Linked DNA regions of Sus scrofa: region 1 is linked to region 2. Evidence: chromatin contacts called from public Hi-C data. All regions are on one chromosome and are shown on one strand. The core of a region is the stretch at or near the end of the contact, and the rest is flanking DNA. Distances in the headings are between cores, read along the strand shown. Region 1 overlaps LASP1 (LIM and SH3 domain protein 1). Region 2 holds the start of RPL23 (ribosomal protein L23).

Region 1 (4,507 bases), core at 1,793-4,292, 48 kb after region 2:
TCCTGGTGTTGACGGGCATTTGGATCGCTTCCAGGGTGTGGACAGCTTATGACTAGTGTTAATGGCTGGCTCTTCGGGTGTCTGTTCCTGCAGCCTACCGGATGGTTCGGTCCGCTTTTCCAGCGGCTGTGCTGATTGACCCTCTCGCCATTAGTGATGAGTTCCGCTGCTCTGCACCCTTAGACTTGTGGACTTTAGCCCTTGTGATTGTGGTATCTCGTGGTTTTAACTTGAATTTCTCTGATTACTAATGAGGTTGAGCACAGATTTACTTTAGATGTATTATTACTATTATTATTTTTGCTTTTAGGGCTGCACATGCGGCACATGGAAGTTCCCAGGCCAGGGGTCGAATCCAAGCCACAGCTATGACCTATGCCACAGCTGCAGCAATGCTGGATCCTTTTTTTTTTTTTTTTACGGCCACACTGCAGCATATGGAAGTTCCCAGGCTAGGGGTCGAATCAGAGCTACATCCACTGGCCTACACCAGCAGCCACAGTCACAGCCACAGCAACACAGGATCCGAGTTGCATCTGTGACCTATGCCTCAGCTGGCAGCAATGCCAGATCCTTAACCCACTAATAAGCAAGGCCAGGGATTGAACCCGCATTCTCATGGCACTGTGTCAGGTTCTTAACCCACTGACCCACAATGGGAACTCTCTCCCCCCCCATGCCAGGTCCTTAACCCCATGTGCCACAGTGGGACGCCTGCATTTGTTTTAAAAGCAAAAGAGTGTTAGTTTGTAATAGGGACGGGGCACTACCTGGTGTACGAAGATACTAAGGATCTGATGTGAAGACTCATTTACCCACCCCTTACCTACCTCCTAAGCCTTAGTTTCCCCATCTGTAAAATGGGGGTGGTTATTCTTGGGCCGGCTGAGAAAAGGATATGAGTAATGCCTGTAAGGGCACCACAGAGACAACAACAAATGGAAACAGTGTTAGAAAAAACAGACCCTGGCTGATGAGTTGATTATTCCATTCAGAGCCTGATGTTCCCTTCTTGGCTGTGATGTGGAATCATGTGGGCAAGTGTGGAGTCAGACCTTTGTTTTCCACCAGCCAGGAGAGCAGGGGTTCCAGAAACAACATCGGCCAGCAGAGAAAACGAGTTTTCTTTAGTTTTGGAAAGGACACTCTCGAGTCCTGGCTGGCAGGGCCCTGGGTGAGTGGGGAGGGAAGGGTCCCTAGGCCTGGGTCCAGGACATTTTTTTGGCTGGGGCTCTGCTGATGTTTCTGGGCTTATGGTGACCTCTTTTCAGGGCACTCAGAGGCTTAGAACTTTGCTGAGCTTGGAACAGGGATCCGCCAGGGCCTTGGCCTCTGGAAAATGCTTATTTCCCATTTGCATGTGTTAGCACCCGTTAAGGTGCCTCTTTGCTTCTCACACCATTGAGGTGACCAGCAAAATAATCAGTTTCCTCGTTTGCTGGGCAGGAAGGGAGAGGAAGTTGAGAGGATTGAAATTTTATCAGGTGGGGCCAGGCGGAAGGGAGCCTCACCTTCTTTTTTTTTTTGGTCTTTTTAGGGCCACACCCATAGCACATGGAAGTTGCCAGGCTAGGAGTTGAACTGGAGCCGTAGCACCCAGCCTACCTCCCAGCTTTAGCAACGCCAAATCCGAGCCGTGTCTGCCACCTACACCGCAGCTCACGGCAGTGCCGGATCCTTAACCCACTGAACGAGGCCAGGGATCCAACCCGCGTCCTCGTGGATACTGGGCGTGTTCATTACCACTGAGCCGCGACAGGAACTCATGCAGCCTCACTTTTCTCTGTCCATGTCCCCTCTGTGCTCCCAATGCCTGGCACCCCTTCCCGCAAAGTTAGGGTGACCTTATGATTATCATTTGAGCGTGAAAGGGGGTGCTATTCATTACTGATTCCAGAGGCCATGAACTGGGACTAGGGGCAGCTGTGGCCGTCTGGTCACCCTGTCTCAGGAAACAGCCTGTCCACCGGCGGCTTTTTCCTTGTTTCACCAGCCTCAGCCCCTACTGAGTGATGAAGGTCATTTAACGTCTGTAAATGGGAATGAAAGTGTACCTCTCCGACGGACTTTTTAGGGTGAATTCCTGTCGGGGCCAAGGGTGCCAAGAGCCTTTACGAACTCAGTGTGTAGCGCCGAGCAAAGGTCAAGGGTATTACTACTGCTGCGATTAACAGGTGGCCCTGGCGTCAGTGATGGAGAGGGCTCTTTTGTGTTCAGGCTGCCACCCCTCTGTCCACCTGGATCAGCTGGCCCTAGTTTTGTAAATAGTTACCCGAGCATAGTGGCTTTTAAAGGCGCAAGACGAGTCCATCAGCCACTTGTGGAAACGCACTCATGCGCACACATGGCTTTCAGCTCTGGGGTCGACTAGCTTCCTAGGGGTAGAGGGAGCCTCAGGACCACCTGGGAGCAGATGGTGCCATAGCCTCTTTTTAAGATACAAACTGGAGTGCCTGCTGTGGCTCAGTGGTAATGAATCCGACTAGGATCCATGAGGACACAAGTTCGATCCCTGGCCTCGCTCAGTGGGTTAAGGATCTAGCGTTGCCGTGAGCTGCCATGTAGGTCGCAGTTGCAGCTCAGATCTGGTGTGGCTGTGGCTGTGGTGTAGGTTGGCACTCCAGCTCTGATTTGACCCCTAGCCTGGGAACATCTGTAAGCCGCAGATGTAGCCCTAAAAAGCCAAAAAAAAAAAAAAAGATAGGAAACTGAGGCCCACAGGGAAAAAGGGACTCTTCCAAGTTCATATGAGCAAGTGAAAGGCTTCCTGATTCCAGGGACGAGGTGTGGGAGGGATGCTGCAGCCCACACTGAAGGACTGAGTCTGTAGGACACCACAGGGGATGGCACCAGGCCCTGGCTCCTTGGCACAGAAAGGAGCTGGGACCCACACAGGCCTTCGCTAGTGCGGACAGAGCCGAACCCAGAGAAGCGGGCAGTCAGCCAGGGTAGCTGGACCCCCGGCCTCAGGGCCACCTGCCCCTCAGCCCACATCCTGGCTCCCTCAGGGCCCAGGGCAGGCTCTGTCCGCCTCTGCATGTGCACTTTCCCGCTCCCCAGGGTCAGGCCTCATCGTGAACAGAAAGTAAACACGGGAAGCTGACCTTTCCCACCCCAGGACAAAAGTCGGAAGGGCAGTTGCCTTGGGAGCCTAGAGGCCTCTCATCCTCACCCCCACCCCTCGCCAGAGGATGGGGTCCCGGACTCACCTTTCGCCCTTGTCTTAGGAATCTGGGAGCAGGGACTGGCCCTGTGTCTTTGAACTTCACCCCCGGTGCTCTTCCACGTGGGTGTTCTGGGGTGCAAAGGGTTTTCCCTCTGGCTGGGGCTGGCTGCCTCCCTTCAGGAATGGGCTCAGTTTATTTCACCATTTGGGCCTGGGTCCCTGCTTGGGCATCGAGGGAAGGGGAGGAAGGGGCTAGTCCTGGTCCTGACCCAAACCCTAGGTGAGGCACTCCCCGCCTCCAGATGGGGCCCTTCCTGGGCTTTGCTGCCACCCAGGCTGCAGTGGGTAACTGTCATTCAGCGATGCAGGTGTTCCCAGGTGACCGCACCTGCAGACCTTTAGCCCAGGCATTCCTGGGTGAGCCCTGCCTGGACAGGTTAACCCTTGCTCTTCTTGCAAAGCCGATGCGAGAAGGTAGCATATAAACTGGGGGAGTTCCTGCCTTGGTGCAGGGTGTTAAGAATCCTACTGCTCAGCTCACGGCGAGGTATAGGTTTGATCTCCAGCTCGGCGCAGTGGGTTAAAGGATCTGGCGTTGCTGTAGCTGTGGCTGATTCAGTCCCTGGCCCGGGAACTTCCATGTGCCGCGGGTGTGGCCTTAAAGGGGGAGGGGATGACGCATGGGAGCTGCCTGGGCTGGGACAGCTGGATCTGCCTCTGCAGGGGCTTCCTGGGCACAGGAATTACCTAATCCTTCTGCCCCTGGAGACGCACAGGCTTCGCCCCCTTCCTTTCCCTGTCCCCTCATCCTGCCCCCCCCCCCCCATTTTTCACTGGGAGAAGCCCAGGCCAGGATCCTGGTGAACAGGAAGTGAGAACCAGCTTCCAGTTGGGTGGTCCAAGGCAGGCGGAGTGTTCAGGCCCAGGTCTGCTGAGGATGGGACTGATTTTCTGAGTCCTGCTTTCTGGGTTTCCTCTGGAGGATATGGAGGAGCTGCTCTATTGCTGTCCGTCCCGCTTCCTCCCCTGGCCCCAGCCCAGCCCAGTGCTCCCAGGACCTTATGTCTCTCCCTGGTCACCTCCTCCCTACCAGTTTCCTCTCTTAAAAGAGACTAGATCTGGAGTTCCCATCATGGCTCAGTGGTTAATGAATCTGACTAGGAACCATGGGGTTGCAGGTTCGATCCCTGGCCTCGATCAGTGGGTTAAGGCTCCAGCATTGCCATGAGCTGTGGTGTAGGTCGAAGCCGAGGCTCAGATCCCATGTGGCTGTGGCTGTGGCGTAGGCCGTGGCTCCAGCTCCAATTAGACCCCTATCCTGGGAACCTCCATATGCCGCGG
Region 2 (4,328 bases), core at 292-2,791:
CAGACGCAGATCAGATCCTGTCTGATTCTGGCATAGGTTGGCAGCTGCAGCTCCAATTCGACTCCTAGTCTGGGAACCTCCATATGCCAGGGTGTGGCCCTAAAAAGCAAAAAAAAAAAAAAAAAAAAAAAAAATTTAAAGATAGGCTTTGGCTTCAGTGTAGCAAACAAATTTAAGCAGTAAGGGAGGAAGCTAAGATTAGAGAATGATGTCTAAAGACAGCAGGAACAGAATTTAAATTGCAGGTATTTATCTTACAATGTCTTTCAAAGGAAATCAAGCATTAAGAGGCCCTGAGAGGTTAAAAAACAAAACAAAACAAAACACACACCAAACTATTGCTTCATTCTCCAATAAAGGGAGAAGTGGTTCAACGGTCCAGAAACCATAAGGAAGATTTGGTCTGTCTACTCACCCTTCTTTCTGAGCTCTGGTTTCCCTTTCTTGACTGTGGCCATCACCATGTCACCCACACCAGCAGCAGGAAGTCTATTCAATCGTCCCTTGATCCCCTTCACAGAAATGATATAGAGGTTTTTGGCTCCTACGAAAGGATGTAAACAAAAATGGTCTTTTTGAAGGGCCGATTAGGCAGTCCTGCATTTCCGACACTTCCAAGGCCTCTCTCTCCACTCACACCCCCAAGCGGTTCCACTCCCCCACCAGGTGAAATAGTTTGTCACACCACCGATTGAAGCAAAACAGCACAACTTGCTGCCGCTTCACCCAAAAGTGGTGTTTTTACTGTGCCCTTTCTTGGCGGCTCAGAAGGTCACGAGCAAAAGGCCCTCTGAGTGCTTTTAGAAAGGGGAATTTGGCAGGGTTGCAGCTTAAGATCTCACCCGTGTTATCAGCACAGTTGATCACTGCTCCAACCGGAAGACCCAAGGAAATCCGGAACTTAGCACCAGAGGACCCACCACGTCCTGTTAGTAGGGCGACAGAAGAGAGATCACTGTCCAGTCATGGTTCGGAGTTCCCTTCGCATTCTCAAGCTATGAATTCATTCGCATGTGTTTTGGGAAACGGTACACTATAGATTCGATTTCTCTAGGATTCCACTTACCCCCTCTCCAATGCCACTCAGTTCTCAGGGCAAATATCCAATTCCTCCCTCCTACAACCTCACATTGAGATTAGGGGGCCTGGACGACACAATTCCCGATCCAACTTTTGTACCACGCAGTTCTTCCTCCAAGGCGGGAGACCGCACACAAGTCGCCCGCTCTGCGGCTTAAGCTAGCCTGACTCCAACACCATTACTGCAGTGCTAGGCGCAGGGCAACCTCCCGGGGGATTCACGACTAGAATCACGACTGGATCCTGCCAACTCAATCCTCCAGGCCCCTCCGCCATTTCGGGGACTGTCCTGGTGCCCATCCACTCCCTCTCCGCCCCAAAGGAAAGCAGAGTGCCCCAGCTGCCCGTCGCCGCAGCTCCGGGTGAGGCCAGCAGCCACTTCGCGACAGATGGCGAAGGATCTCCCCAAGCCAAAGCCTCACCTCGCTTCGACATCTTGATGGCCCGACAAGGACGAAAAGGAAGTAAGAACAAAGGACCTTGGGATATGAAGCCGACGCCCCGCCCATTCAGGTCACGTGATCCAGAGTTGCCGTGTCCGCCCCTTCCCCGGGGCGTTCTCTTATTACGTCATAAATCGTGGACGTTGCCGTCTCTCGCTTCGAAGTGGGCAGTGGAATCTTTGAAGGCTACAGAAGAGAAAGAGTGCTTGAGTACCTACTGTACGAGTTGGAAAGTAGTTGTTGGGGACACAGAAACATTGGTTTAATTTATCGGACAACCTCTTCTGAGCACTAAGTGTGTACCAGGGATTTCGATGGACGCTAGAGGTTCAGAAATGATTAAAACATCCGTGCTGTATAAGGGCCCCCAAAAAACATGTGGCGGGGGGGGCGGAGTGAGAAAGAGCTCGAAATAGTTTCATTAGGATGTGATATAACTGAGAAGTGCCATTCCAGCGCTACAGATAATTCCTTATATGTGTGCTTGGTCCCACATTCATCTATATTTTAGAGTCTTGTTTTACTCATTACTCTTTTCATTGTTTGTCTTTCCCATTCTTCAAAGGAGCTCTGTTGATATAGTCATTCAAATATTTATTGAATGACTATTTTATGCCAGATACTGTCTTGGACATACACTAGACTACGTCAAAGGAAACAGATCTCTCTCTCTCTCTCTCTCTCTCTCTCTCTATATATATATATATATATATTTTTTTTTTTTTTTTTTTCTTTTTGCCTTTTCCAGGGCTGCTCCCATGGCACATGGAGGCTCCCAGGCCAGGGGTCCAATCAAAGATGTTGCCGCTGGCCTACGCCAGAGCTACAGCAACGCGGGATCTGAGCCGCGTCTGCAACCCACACCACAACTCACGGCAATGCCGGATCTTCAACCCACTGAGCAAGGCCCGAAACCTCATGGTTCCTAGTCCGATTCACCAACCACTGCGCCAAAATGGGAACTCCCAGATCAATATTCTTGACCTTAGGAAGCTTACATTCTGCCAGGGTGGCAGTGAAAGTGGATATTAGATACTAAATCATAGATGTAATAATTGCACTATATAGTATGTTAGATGGTTTAAGTATTATGAAAATAAAAGTAGAAAAGGGGGATCTGGGAGTGGGAGGAGGGGCAGACTGCAATTCAAAATCAGTGGGGGCTTCATGGAAGAAGTGTGACCTTAGTGCAAAGGTTTTAAGCTGAGGGACAATATGATTGTCTAGAGAAGAGCAATCCAGATAGAGTCATCAGCCAATGAAAGGCCCTAAGGCAGAAATGTGCCTGAGCGATATGAGGACCAGCAAGGAACCTAGGAGTGACTGGACAGAGTAAATGAAGGGAAAAGTAGTAGGACAGAAGGTCAGAAGTAATGGAACTTTAGGTCATTGTACACCGCTATTGACTTTGATATGTACAGACTGAAATGGGAAACGGTTAACTCATAAGCATTGAAGGGACATGATCTGAAAATATGTCAGAAGGATCACTCTACTTGAGACTAGAGAGAGCACAAAGATACAAGTAAGGAGGTCTATTGGGAGGCTCTTGCAATAACCCAGGAGAGAAAAACGGTGGTGGTTTGGACTTAACGTGCTAGCAGTATAAGTAATATGATGTGATCAGATTCCAGATGTGTTTCAGAGGTAAAGCCAACAAAGTGTGGGGGTGTTAAAGAACGAGAAGAATAAAAAATGAGGAATTTCCGTCTAGTGGAAATGAATCTGACTAGCATCTAAGAGGATACAGGTTTGCTCCCTGGCCTTGCTCAGTGGGTTAATGATCTGGCATTGCTGTGAGCTGTGGTGTAGGTCACAGATGCAGTTTGGATTCAGCAGTGCTGTGGCTGTGGCGCAGGCCATCAGCTACAGCTCCAACTTGACCCCTAGTCTGGGAATCTCCATTCCGTTTGCCTCGGGTACGGCCCTAAAAAGACAATAAATAAATAAATAAATAATAAAAATAAAAATGTTTCCAAGGCTTTGGGTCTGAGCAAGTGGAAGATGGCATTGCCATCAACTGAGCTGGAGAAAGCTATGGGAGGACTAGGTTTGGGGGTATAAGTAGGGGTTCAATTTTGTACATTTTGAGTTAGAAATATAAATAGCAAGTTGGGGAATTCCCTCCTGGCACAGTGGTTAAGGATCCAGGGTTGTCACTGCAGCGGCTCAGGTCATTACTGTGGTGAGGGTTCTATCCCTGGTCTAGGAACTTTCACATGCCCCAGCATGGCCAACGACAACAAAATAGCAAGTTGGACATATTAGCCTGGGGTTCCAGAAAGGGAGATATAAATTTGGATGTTGTCAGCATATATTTAAAGCCATGATAGTGAAAGAGATCACAAAAAAGTAAGTGTAAACAAAAAAGACCATGGGGAGTTCCCTGGTGGTGCAGCAGCTTAAGTATCTAGCGTTACCAGTGCTGTGGTTCATGTCGCTCCTTTGGTGAGGATTCAATCCCTGGCTGGAACTTCTGTAAACCACAGGTCCGGGGCGGGGGGGGCGGTTTCCTACTGTGGCTCATTGGTAATGAACCTGACTACTCTCCATAGGAAGCCGGTTGAATCCCTGACCTTGCTCCTTGGGTTAATGATCTAGTGTTGCCATGAGCTGTAGTGTAAGTCACAGACATGGCTCGGATCCTGCATTGCTATGACCATGGCATATGCCATAGGCCAGCAGCTACAGCTCCCATTCAACCCCTAGCCTGGGAACTTCCATATGCTGCAGGAGTGGCCCTAAAAAGACAAAAAAAAAAAAAAAAAAAAATACAGACTAAGCTCTAGGGCACCTCAGTATTAA

The links. A called contact is a pair of places that touch in the nucleus more often than the background predicts.
Region 1: a contact with region 2 is called in a Hi-C map of liver, with 4 times the contacts expected there. The contact joins the enhancer-like site here to the promoter of RPL23 in region 2. A contact is called at or near these places in 4 of 47 Hi-C or Micro-C datasets (alveolar macrophages, liver and retroperitoneal adipose tissue) and 2 of 2 datasets of contacts at active chromatin or transcription factors (alveolar macrophages and skeletal muscle).

The regions. Positions count from the first base shown.
Region 1 is chr12:23,230,931-23,235,437 of Sscrofa11.1, reverse strand. All of the region lies in intron 4 of LASP1 (LIM and SH3 domain protein 1), which reads left to right. Among named protein-coding and RNA genes, the nearest start is that of LASP1, 34 kb to the left of the region's middle. Within about 2 kb of position 3,042, at least 20 of the 83 cell types and tissues checked have an H3K27ac peak or open chromatin away from gene starts, as enhancers often do. A contact at or near this core is called in liver, retroperitoneal adipose tissue and skeletal muscle, where this site is marked.
Region 2 is chr12:23,277,178-23,281,505 of Sscrofa11.1, reverse strand. It overlaps RPL23 (ribosomal protein L23), which reads right to left and starts at 1,541. Exons shown (of 5, transcript NM_001129955.1): 1 at 1,503-1,541; 2 at 843-926; 3 at 416-544. The coding sequence starts at 1,515.